2 separate regions of the Canis lupus genome follow, and region 2 is linked to region 1. The links are chromatin contacts, called in public Hi-C maps. All regions are on one chromosome and are shown on one strand. Each heading gives the region's core, a stretch centred on a gene start, on an enhancer-like site or on the middle of the called end of the contact. The rest is flanking DNA. Distances are from core to core; before and after follow the strand shown.

Evidence for each region. Hi-C and Micro-C count contacts between places; a contact is called where the count stands out from the background.
Region 2: a Hi-C map of blood shows a contact between it and region 1, with 6 times the contacts expected there. The contact joins the promoter of ABRAXAS1 here to the enhancer-like site in region 1. A contact is called at or near these places in 4 of 9 Hi-C or Micro-C datasets (amygdala, blood and liver).

The regions. Positions count from the first base shown.
Region 1 is chr32:32,569,040-32,575,647 of UU_Cfam_GSD_1.0, reverse strand. No RefSeq gene overlaps it. Among named protein-coding and RNA genes, the nearest start is that of GPAT3, 73 kb to the left of the region's middle. Within about 2 kb of position 3,962, at least 1 of the 20 cell types and tissues checked has an H3K27ac peak or open chromatin away from gene starts, as enhancers often do. A contact at or near this core is called in blood, where this site is marked.
Region 2 is chr32:32,681,257-32,687,864 of UU_Cfam_GSD_1.0, reverse strand. ABRAXAS1 (BRCA1-A complex subunit Abraxas 1) reads right to left here and starts at 4,063. Exons shown (of 9, transcript XM_038582250.1): 1 at 3,910-4,063; 2 at 1,485-1,575. The coding sequence starts at 3,996.

The DNA.
Region 1 (6,608 bases), core at 2,713-5,212:
CATGGAAAGTATCTCCCGAGAATGAAGTCGACACAGAGGAAGGCAGACAGAAAAAGAGAGATCCATTCAGATGATATAGTTTGATACCTTTCATCTAACAATGCCTGAAGTTAGAAAACTGATTTTCCAGATACAAAAGTTGATAAGATCTCCTCCTCCGTTTAAGCTAGAGTAGGTTCGCATTTAGTCACTTAAGTTTATAGCTTTAGTGTGTTGCAAATGAAACAACTCTAAAACAAATGGTTTTATAAATAGACACATGTAATACATATCTGTATACATACACATGTGTATACACACGCGCGCATCACACACACACGCACTTTTCCTTTTTTAGCTAAGGAATCCCCCTTTGAATTCTAAAATATAGTCCATAAAACATAATATTGAATCAGGGATGGGTTTCCAAAGACCAGAGCCTCATTCACTTGGTTGCCCTTTGCCTTCATCAATGCTTTCCACCCCATGAAACCCTAAGGCTCTCCTGGACAAAAATTAAAGCACAGCTATAATGCGACGAACATGCAATTTTAAGGAATTTTCTTCCCTCAATTGTGGACCTAATTTTAATGATTTAAAAACAAAATATGTACAAGAGACCTTGTTGAACATTTACAGCATCTAAATGTCTCCCTCAGAGTAGTTTTTCAGACAGCATCAATTACTAAACTAAATTAAATATTAACGTAATTAAACTTGAGTCTAACTGAGACGGGTCATTGTGCGTAGGGGTTTCTGGAAGCTTCCTGCTCAGTGCAGAATTCCCATCTGAGGCAGAGAAGCCGGTGTGGGCTGTTTCTGCAGACAATGGAGCTTGCAGAGTTACAGATTCTTCCAGCAGCTGTAGAGCACAGAATCTCTGCTCAGTGCTAGGGCAAATAGCCAGGCAGTCTGAAGCAAGGCCCAGTTACTGCAAACTCCTAGGAACTGGAGGAATAGTTTCCAGAAGTCTCCGTCCACCATTTTAGTGTGAGATGGGGGAAAAAAGCATTTGAAGTCCTGAGTATTTCTCATTGTTAATCTATACCTGATTCTACTCTCTGTAGTCAGAGAGAAGTCCCTACATTCAAAACTAGACACTTCTTTGTGTCAAGAGTTGTAGGGAGGTAAATTTCATCAGCCAACACACCACTCCAACAGCTGAACATAAAAGGGATAATTTAACAGACTCTCCAAGGGATTTATCAATATTGGGAATTCGAGGTCCTACAATGCTTTCTTCTACTTTTAGGGGGAGCATGAGAAGGCAGGTCACCGGTGTGTTTTTCTGAAGACACACACCTACTGTAGGAGAGAAAACTGCTTTACAGAAAAACAACTCTCACAATCTCCGAATGTATAAACCATGGCAGCATTTGAGAAAAAAAAACAAAAACAAAAATCAATATAAGAAGTAACCCATCTTCTCATCATGGCTGGGAACCTTAGCATTTTGGTTGTTTCTTTGACCTGTTTTCTATCTTCTCTTTTCTTCTATTTATAGTGTGACTCCTTTAGCGCTTGTCTGGCTTTGGTTGCCTATGCCCGGTTCATTTTTGGTTTGCTATTTTTAATATGCTGTTGAGGTAGTTTTGGATCAAAATCATGTATCTTGGCAGCACAAATCATTCAGCTAACAAAGGCATAGTAATCACTGAAGTGATGACCAAATCAGGTTTTTTTTTTTTTTTTTATGTGTCCAATTTTTTTTAAAGCATTTCCAAGTGGATATATGAATTTGTATGAGATTTGCTTCGGAGAAAAAAGCATATATTTCCTAGTACTGACCTCATTTCCTTCTAAAGTGGTCTCATCAAATAATTGCTTACATCATTAGAAGAAAATTCATAGACATAAGCCAAAGTCTGAGGCCAGAAGTTTAACTTCATCTTCTATTAAGAAAGTAAATAATGTCATATTAGCAGTCTTTTTTTCTTTTTTTTCATAATGGGAAATTGCTACATGGCCATAGGTTTTAAATTTCTTCCTTTTCTCTACTTTTCCTAATAAATTCCAATTCAGGGGATTTTGTTCTGCTATTGTCATGTCATATTTATGGATGAAATTAAGAAAGTGGTTCTTCTGGCAACAGTTCAAAATCCTTTGAAAATGAATCATTTGTACAGTAGCTCAACTTTCTGAGCAAAAACTTTAGGGACGTTCATTCATTCATTCATTCATTCATTCTTCCATTCATTCCATGGTCACTGAAGTAGAATCTTTCCTGACATCCCTCTGACTGGGCAAGAATGTTATCTTTCCATGTTGGGTGCCTCACCTGGCTGGTTGTCTGTTTCTGTGACCCTGGGGCAAGAGCTAAGGTTGTCTGCAGATCTTTTGGGTCTCTGGCTCCGTGTCTCCAGGCTCTTGAGGTGGGAGGGGCCATGACAGGTGGGAAGAGTCCTGACAGTGAGTCGGGCTTTTGAGCCCTGACTCCTGAGATTGCTACAGGTATCCCTCATAGAGGGACTGCATGTGGTCCCTGCTGTGTGGGCAGATCTGTAGCTGCCCAGTGGTTGGTGTTTTAAGAATTCTGATTTCAAATAAGGGTGAGGGGGATTGTGGTTCTCTGGATATTCCCCAGTGTTGGGATTTTTACACATAATTAAATTGTTCCTTTAAAATATCTCTCTTAATTCTTCTTTGTCATCATCATTCAAGCAGCATTCAGACCTTTCCAATCTCTTGCTAGATTACAGAAGTTTTAGAACTAAACTTCTCCAAGTCTGAAGCCACCCTCACATTGAGCTTCCTCCAAGCTCCCTTTCATCATGCCATAGTTCCTTTTTAGATACCAAATGAAGTCCAAATCTTAAGCCTGAAATTCTAGGCTCTCCACAATCTAATTCCAAGTTGCTAAAACTCTTATTATTCCCTTTCCTCTAGGCATGTGTGCATACTTGATGTTTCCAAAACACCCTGTGGCAGAGACTATTTATTATCTCCAAATTCATTCTCTTCCTTATTCTTAGTCATGAACCCCACTTTTATTTAAGATATCAGCATATCCAGTGGAAAACTGTGTTCTCTACGCTCTGTTGCAACCATGCATAGTTATGGGACTAGTTTCTTGTCAGAAGAACATGAATCCAAGTACTTCTGGGAGGTATCTGTACAAAATATTTTTTCTTTCTAGCTGGTTGGTTTGGGGTGCAATGAGTGAAGCTCCGGTAGCCATTTTGGACCTTGAGGACAATGACCATACTCCAGGCAGGCAGATCAGAGATCTGAAAGGAGTCTAGGTCCCAGTGACTTTGTGGATCTATCTCATCAGCTCTACCTCCAATGTTATTTGAGTCATTATTTTGTTCTCTTAGTACATGAAGCTGAAACTAATCCCAACTGATACACATACTTCATGGAGGAGGTTATATCGAGGTGGTCCTTGAGGGAAGAATAGGATTTAGACAGGCAAGAAACATCACAGGCAAGAGAAACATAACATAAATGCCTATTAAATTCACATTGTACTTTACAGCTTATAAAGTGCATTCATATCCACTATTTTGTGTTCATTATAACAACTGGGTATGTTATAGGCAAATATTATCCCCATTTTACAGATAAAACTATGGAATCAAAAGTTGAACAAATGATTAAATGGAAAGAACATTGGATATGTAATCAGAAAATCTGGGTTTAAGTTTCTTTTTGTGATGGACAGACTTTAGGGTGGACCCACGATTCTTTTCCTGGTGTTCCTGTTTTTGTAATTTCCTCCTTTTGGGTGTACGTGGACTTGTGACTTCCTTCTAACGAGTAGAATGTAACAAAGATGATGAGATGTTACATCCCATTACATTATATATCACTTGGTCTTGCTGGCTTACTCACTCTGGAGTCTTTCTCTCTTTACTGCTGACCTTGAAGTAGGAAGTTGTCATGAATCCTATAGCTACAAGGGACCACATGCTGCCAAGAACCATGTGAGTGGGAAAGAGGATCCTTCTCTAGTTAAGCCTCCAGATGAGACCTCAGCCTAGGCTCATACCTTGACTGCACAGCCTGGTAAGACTGTAGTAGCTTGCGAGGCCAGCTAACCCACGTCCAGACTCCTGACTCATAGTAACTGTCAGAAAACAAACTGTGTTGCTTTAAACTGCTGAGTTTATGGTAGTGTGTCATGCAGAAATAGATAGCTAATATACTTATCTACTAGTTGTGCAGCCTTCAGGTGATTATGTAACCACTCAGTCATGGCAGAGATGATTAACTGTTCATTGTTAAGTTATACTTTCTCTTCCACAGAATAACACTGTCACTGAGAAGTGGCTGGTCAGTAGGGACTACATTTCTCAGGCCCCCTTGCATATAGGTAGAACCAAAAACTGGTTCTCACCAATACAATGCAAATGGAAGTCATTGATCACTGCCAGGCTGAGGTTGTTAGAAGTGGATGTGCTTTCTCCACTCTTTCTTTGCCTGCCAGCTGGAGGCAAACAACTGTGAGGCCCTAGGGCTTGGTGAAGCCACAGTCAGAAGGAGCCTGGGCTCTTCAAGCACCTCAGGCAAGAAAGTTACTCAGTGGCCAGGAATACCTGCATCACCTTGTTATGTGAATGCAAAATAAACCTTACTGTGTTAAGCCACTGACTTTTCCCAATTTATTTATTGTAGCACTACTTTCCCCCAAGTACAGTTTCAATGTTCTTCTCTGTAAAATGGAGATACAGTTGTGACTGAATGAAATAATCTATTTGAAACACTTACTAAATTGTAAAATATATTTTTAAAAGATTTTATTTATTTATTTGAGAGAGAGAGAGGATGTGTGTGTGTTTGAGAGAGAGAGAGAGAGAGAGCAGGAGCAGGGGAGAGATGTAGAGGGAGAAGCAGACTCCCCCCTGAGCAGGGGACCTGATGTGGGACTCGATCCCAGGACCCCAGGATCATGACCTGAGCCAAAGGCAGATGCTTAACTGAGCCACCCTGGCCCCCTAAACTGTAAAATATTATGTTAACACAAGGTGTTCATAGTATCTTTACAAAAGCCCTAATATGTAAATAAGGAGGGAATTAGTTCCTTATTTATTTTAGAGGGGATAAAATGAAAATGTGGCAATAAGACCTGTTTGAGGTCACTCTGTGAATTAGTGATGGGGTGGAGGGTGAGGACTAGAACTTTCAATCTTCTGTCTAAAAGTCTTCTGTAACTTCACATCAAGTGTTCAGAGGTTTGGAAGGTGTGCAAATCCGGGGAGGTTGCAGGAAGACATATTTCTTTAAACATGAGCAGAGTAAGTGCAGTGATTTCAAGGCTGTCCCTGTGGGGTTGAATCCAATGCAATCCCCTCTGCAGAGGTTGCATATTTGGGTGTCAGTACCTTGAAAAGAAACATAGCTATACCTTACGTATGTTTTAGTTAAATTAAAATATTAATGTGTATTTATTTTGAGGTGATGGTTGAAATACCTTCCTTGTGTGTAATGGAATTTTCATCTTTTGGCAACGGTGAAGACAGCTCATTTAGCTACATATGTTGTCAGTGAAATTTCCCACATGCTTACACGAAACATTTGTCTTCTCCAGATGGCCTGTGTAAAGCCCAGTTGTTCTTTCAAATAAATTTATAGTTATGACAAATGTGTTATCTTTCTAGACTCGATGAGAGTTCTTTCTTGGAAGATGAAATAACCTCCTACCATTCAAAAGGGAAGGGTGAGCACCGAACTGTTCTCAGGCTGAAATATGGTGGGATCTGAGTTTAAAGAAGTCAGTAGGTCAGATATGTGCTTTTGCTCCCCTCCCCCTATAGAATCTGTGTGGCCTCAGGTTCCCCACTCACTAAACACACTAAAGAACCCCAAACACAAAAGTTCCTCTGAAGAGAGTCCACATAGTTCTAACCTCTTTTCAGCCTTTTTTTTTTTTCCAGTAACACCTTACTTTCTTTGGTTAAAAATCTAAACATTGGGGGATCCCTGGGTGGCACAGCGGTTTAGCACCTGCCTTTGGCCCAGGGCGCGATCCTGGAGACCTGGGATCGAGTCCCACGTCGGGCTCCCAGTTCATGGAGCCTGCTTCTCCTTCTGCCTGGGTCTCTGCTCTCTCTGTGTGTCTCTCATGAATAAATAAATAAAATCTTTAAATAAAAAAATCTAAACATTTATTATTCAGTATTTGGTATATAAAAATGAATGTCTGTACCACATGCATATGTTAAGAAGCACGTCATAAATGGAATACCTGTGGAACCACTGACTGACTTCAGAGTCAGAACATGACCAGTGCTATGGTATTGACCTGTGGTTCCTTTCTTTTCCCATCCTTCCCCTCCATCACTGAACCAATGTTGTGTCTTACTTTTTTAGACTTTTCATGAACAGATTACAATTGCTTATAAAAATGCTCAGAAACCTTTGTGGGAGAATATACAATGGGACTTCAGCTGGGTGTTTACAATCATTCTTAACCTTTTGCTGAGGGCTTTCAGGTCTATGATGTTTGAAATTTACAGTAGTCCTGTGAGCTGGCCAGGATGGACATCTTATACTTGTACAGATAGAAAACAGAGGCCAGCACGTGACTTACACTTGACGCACAGGCAGCAGAGTTGAGACTAGAACCAAAGTTTTCAGACCCTAAGTCCTTGATCTTGGCATATTGCCTGTGAGTGGGTAGCTGCTAT
Region 2 (6,608 bases), core at 2,814-5,313, 110 kb before region 1:
TGGTCTACAAGGAATTTGACTTTCCAATAGACTCAAGGCAAACTGTTTATCATTATATTTATATATATTTAAATATATTTATATATTTATCATTATATTTATAAAATATATTTATCATTATATTGTTTGTATTAACAAGTCACTCATAGCTGATTACATAAGTGACGTACAGTGGGAATATAGAGCCATTAGAAAGAAGGGCAGACTATACACAATGATACTATTCTGTCCTAATAGAACAGTATCCGTAGAGATATTTATCTTGGAACTGTTTATCCAATAGGAATAGTATAATCCCATTTGTGTAAGTAAAAATATATACACACTTATATACTTATGTTTTGTTAATGAGCAAAAAAATATTATAAAACAGTGGTTGCCACAGAAGAGTCTAATGAGACTGAATTTCTGTATTTACATAAGTATACATTTATATACATATGTAAATTTACACATATGCTTCCATTTTTAACCTTTTAAAGTGGCAAACAAAAAATGACATACAGGAATATAAACTGATACAATCTTTCTGGAAAGCAATTTGCTAATACTAATCAAGAACCTTAAAAATGCTCATACCTTTAGGCCATAATACCACCCCCAGGAATCTATGTATAACAAATGTAGAAAAATGTATAAGGATGTTCACTGTAGTGTAACTTAGGACAATGAAAAACTGTAAACAACTGATTATAATTTAAAGGACTGCTGAAATCACTAAAGAATACAATGCAGTCATAAAAAATGACAGGATTGTTTAACATGGGGAAGTGGTCATGACACAATCTGATGTCATGATGCCACATTTTTTATATAGCACACCACCAATATTGCTTTTCAAAATATGCTTAGAAAAAATTATATGTTAGATAATCAGAAAACCCCCTATACATTTTAAAGCTCCGCTTTCCCTTTCTTCCTGAGAGAACAGCTACCATCTGCTGCAGGTGCTTCACGGCCCTCTCCTCAACCCCTCTGTAGGCTGGCCTTTCCCTCATTACAATTCACAAGTTACTTAGGGTTTTCAGTGATCTAATCACTGTTTTTTTTTTTTTTTCATTTCTCCTCTTCCAACTTTTCTGCAGCATTCAATGTTTTTGTCTGAACTGTTTTTATTTATTTATTTATTTATTTATTTATTTATTTATTTATTTATTTATTTATTTAGCTAGCTTGCTTGCTTGCTTGCTTGCTTGCTTGCTTGCTTGCTGGTTCCTTCTCCTTTTGCTGGGCCATCTTCCTGACACTTAAATATGAGCAGGAGCTATTCCATCCTTGTTTCCCCACAGTAGTCTTATTTGCATCCTATGTCCCACACTCTTGCTTTAGCAGTCCACAGCCATAATTTTCATTGAGAAATGAATGCAGTAAGATCTGCTTTAAAATGTTTTATTTATTTTTTAAAGCAACTTAAAAACTAATTTATGCTGATCCCATTCAGCATAAACTACCAAATATAAGAGACACAGAAACAAATGACTCACCAATTGTATAAATAACTTCAACATCATCCATTTGGGAATCAGTAATACTATTCTTGGCTTCACCTTTCACTTCCCCAAGAAGAAAACCTTCCTATAAGGATAAAAATAAGCAGTATATAGAATACCGTGATTGACTTACTACTCACTTAACTAACCAATACTTCCCAAGTGTTTCACAATGTACACAAAGTGTGTGCTACAGCTCCAGGTCTGTAAAGGACCAGGTGCACTTCCAGTGTAATTGGGAAACATGAACAGTAGAGAGACTGCAAATAAAATAATAAAATGAGAAGAGATTGTAAATACCATGATTTTACCACACCTGTAACACTAAAGGCTTAAAGCCAGGAATGAGCATACAATGTTTGAAGAAGGAGGAGCAGAGCAGTTTGCCTTGAACAGAGAAGGCTCTCTTTTCTGGGTAATGAAATCATAAATAGGAGTAGCGCCAATAACGGGACATCCCAAGTAACTAGTCAAGGACTCTGGATTACTGGCATGTGCTTCTTCTAGCAGCCAGTAGATGCTTCTGAGCTATTAAGTAACACAATGATTAGTGTTTTTAGATAAAAAATTGTACAAAAATTCAGTCTGATTTCTAAAAGGGGAGCTGTTGAGCCCTGTTTGTTTTAAAAATGCAGGGATCCCTGGGTGGTGCAGCGGTTTAGCGCCTGCCTTTGGCTCAGGGCGCGATCCTGGAGATCCGGGATTGAATCCCACGTCGGGCTCCCGGTGCATGGAGCCTGCTTCTCCCTCTGCCTATGTCTCTGCCTCTCTCTCTCTCTGTGACCATCATAAATAAATTAAAAAATTAAAAAAAAAATAAAAAAAAATGCAGATATTTGCCACAACAGTAATTTTTCAAATATTTTACTTGACACATTTAAAGACTCAATATGCTTAAGAGACGATAAAGGTTTTAACTTCTTTATGAGTAGTTAAAAATGCTGCCCCCCACCCACCATCATTTAACTGTTGTGGTTAAAAAACCACAAACAGAATGCTTCAATAATGTGAGTCTTTCCTAGAATCTCGGGGGAAAAATCCAGAACTCTATATAGTTCAGTGTTCTAGACAAACCCTGGGAAAGGAAAGCAGGGTCAATGCAAGTACAGCAACCCGGAAAACCACCTTTTAAAGATGTAAGAAATAAGGGCCTTTCTAATTCCATGGTACTTCTCAAGGGCTAATATTTTAAGCTACAGAGACTAAGGATCCATTCTGTTTATATTCGCAGTAAGATATTCCAAAATAATTTCCACAGCGCCACATTTTAAATCGCCATGTATTTGCTGTTAGCTAGGTGTTACTTTACAAGGTTATTTAAAATTGTAGACATGGGGGTTTCCTGGGTGGCTCGGCGGTTTAGCGCCGCCTTGGGCCCAGGGCGTGATCCTGGAGACCCGGGATCGAGTCCCACGTCGGGCTCCTGCCTCTCTCTGTGTCTCTCATGAATAAATAGATAAAATCTTAAAAAAATAAAATAAAATAAAATTGCAGACATGAAAGATATCAATTCCAACCTTATCAGGATTGTGCCAAAAAGCAATTCTGGATAAAACAGACCCTGTAAAGTGAAGGGCACAATCATCTTACAGAAATTAGAAGGCTTTGTTCAGTATGGTATTTTCTAAACTGTACTAGCACACTAAGCACTTAAACAGAACACACTACTTCTCAGGCTCAAAGTTTTATAGTATTTCTCTGACTTCCTAAAAGTTTTTTTTTTTTTTTTTTTTTTTTTTAAGACGTGTACTGTATTTACACTACCACTTCACCCGGAGATTTTGAACGTGGCAGAAGCAGAAGAGTGACTGATATTTGAGGATAAACTGAAGTATTTTAATGATAACTGAAGGCATCAGAGGCCTCACAATCCCATGAATCGGAAACCGCCGCAAGCGGAGTCAGGCATCTGCTCTGCCAAGTCCAGACTCTCTCGCCCACGAAGGTCTGGAAAACCGCCGCTGACTGGACGCACCTTGTTCGATCGCTCCCTAGCCCAGCACTTCCACAGACACGCACAGCCGCCGCCGCGCACGAGAAAACCCGGCGGTCCTGGAAAGCTACCGCCGGTCGTCAGAAACGGAAAGTTAACCGGCACCTTCCTAGCGGAGTTGGGAGAAGGCTCTGCGGACTCGCCATCCTTCCACGACCAACTTTCACCACAGAAAAAGGGGGCTGCTGGGAGAGAGAAACGGCGGCAGGCGGGACACTGCGTCGGGGGGGATTAAACGCCGGGGAGGAGGAGGAGGAGGAGGAGGAGGAGGAGGGAGCGCCCGTCCGGGACAGCCCGGGAGCGGAGGGGGCGGAGCGCCAGGGCAGAGAGCTCGTGGGCGCGGCCCGGGCAACGGCCGCTGGGGGGGCGCCCGCGCGCCGGTCTCTTCCGGGGCGACGCCGCAGCCCGCCTCGCCCGTCGGCTCACCGTGTCCGAGTCGGTGTTGAGGTGCTGGAACGCGAGCGCGCCGAGCACAAAGCCGGACAGCACCGCCGACGTGCTCTCGCCCTCCATGCTTCCGCGAGCGCAGCGCCGGGCAGGGGCGGAGGCGGGGCACGCCCGGCCGGGTCCTTCGGCGTCGCGGCGGCGAGGCGGGGCCGAGCGAGGGGGCGGGGCCTGCGCCGGCGCACTGGACGCCGCGCCCGCCGCCGAGGGGGCGGGGCCGGGGGGGCGGGGCCGGGGGGGCGTGGGCGCCCTCTGCTGGTGGGGGCGGCCCTGGGTGACCTGGGCAGGGCGCTTTGAGTCCCTAAAGGCCGCTGGGTGTCGGGGACGCCTGTGCAGACCACGGCCGCACGCGTTTGGGTGGCCCGCTGCTGCTGAGCCATCGCGGCACAGACGCAGATTGTAGATGGAGCAATGCTGACGGAAGCATTGCTTGTATCATGGGAAATGCCGTGTTTATGGTGTCAAAGTGCATGATACTGCCTTCTGCTCATTGAAACTTCTAGAATACTAGTACCCTTTCAGAAATCGTCTCTTCTAGAACCCTTCAGTGATGCTCCATCCCGTGGGGGTGGGTTGGGGCGATTTGGGTTTCCTTGAAGGTTTGCTAAGTTTTAGAAAACTAAGGACCCTGAGTGATTTAAGGAATACACTGATGATAAGCATTGTTCTCACATTAAATGGTATGTAAGCCACGCTGGGTTGGGTCATTTGATATCAATGGTAAGGGCAGTGGGATGACCAGGGCTTGACAATATTCCACCCACAAATACGCAAAGCTTAAATGATTAAAAGTCAGCAAAAATATCAGACTACTGAATCGAGTTAGCATTGCACATTTCTGGGTTTTGTTGTGTGACAGCCGTGTTTGGCTGAGGAACACCTTGAAAACAGATTTATAGAATTTGGGGTTTATTACCTAAAATTATCTTGCCTCCCCCCCTTTTTTTTAAAGCAAAATTACCGTTTATGAAAAGGTTTTTCAATTAATTTCTGTTTTAGGAATGGTAATGATCTTAAGTATTAAAAAATAAAATGTAACACTGTTCCAAAAGACCAGAAATAAACCCTGAATATAAAGTCAAATAATTTTCAACAAGGTTGCCAAGATCGTTCATTAGGGAAAGGACAGTGTTTTCAACAAATATAAAAGAATAAATATAGGTGCCTTCTACACTACAGATAGCAATTAGCTCATAGTGGATCAAAGATGTCAACATTTAGACCTGAAACTATGAATTCTTAGAAGAAAACAGGGGGAAAACTTAATGGCATTGGATTTAGCAAAGATGTCTTAGGATGACACCAAAGGCACAGACACCAAAGTAAAAAGTATACAAATTGTACTTCACCAATTAAAATATTTGTCTGTCAAAGGATACTATCAAGAGAGTGAAAAGGCAGCCTACAGAATTGGAGAAATATCTGTAAACCAAGTATCTGGTAAGAGATTAATGTCCTGAATATATATATATATATATATATATATAATACATATAATAATATATATTATATATAAATAATAATTATGTAATATAATATATAATTATAATTATATAATTATAGCTATATAATATAAAATATTATAATATATTATAATTATATATTAATATTATTATAATGATATATTGTATATTATTATAATAATATATATAATATAATATATATTACAGTTCAACAACAGTACAACTCAATTAAAAAAGGAACAAAGAACCTGAATAGACATTTCTCCGAATAAGATACACAGATGGCCAATAAGCACATAAAAAGATAATCATCATTAGGGAAATAAATCAAAACCACAATGAGATACTACTTCATATGCATCAGGATGGCAATGGTATAATAAAAAATATATTTGGTCTTTGTCCCTGCATCCAGGAATAGTGCTCCTAAAACTCATGGAGTTCCCAGTGTGATAGAAGCATCTTTTTGCTAATGTGACTCTTAGGGTGCAAGAGCTAGGTAATGCAAGGAGGGGAGCTAGTTGCCTGAAAGACCAAACCTTGGTTAGATTGGAACTTTTAGCTCCACTCCTGACTTCTTAGGTGAGAGGCGCTGGAGCTTAAGTTTAATTACCAATGGCCAATAATTCAATCATGCCTAAGTAATGAAACCTCCATTACAACTCCTTAAGAATAGGATTTCACTGGTAGCCTGAGTGGCTCAGTGGTTTAGCGCCACCTTCAGCCCAGGGCCTGATCCTGGAATCCCAGGACGGAGTCCCACCTGGAGCTCCCTGCACAGAACCTGCTTCTCTCTGCCTCTTTCTCTCTCTCTTGCTTGCTTGCTTATGAATAAATAATCTTTTTTTTTAAAGGGATTTCCCTGAGCAAAAGCAAGCAAATATCTAGGCAGCCTTATAAAATTTGTCTCAGCTTCCTCTTATAGGTCTTTCAGGAACTAATGTAACAAATTAGTTAACAAGGAAATGGGGAAAGGCAGAGAGGAGAGTCAAAAAACTCTCCCAGTAAAGTGGAAGTCTTTAGATGGTTATTAAGAAATGACATGAATAGAGCATCTGGGTGTCTCAGTTGGTTAAGCATCTGCCTTTAGTTCAGATCATGATCCTGACATCCTGGGATTGAGTTCCCTCTTGGGCTCCCTGCTCCATGGGGAGTCTGCTTCTCCCTCTCCTTCTCTCTCTTGTTCTCTCAAATAAATAACATTTTTTAAAAATGAAA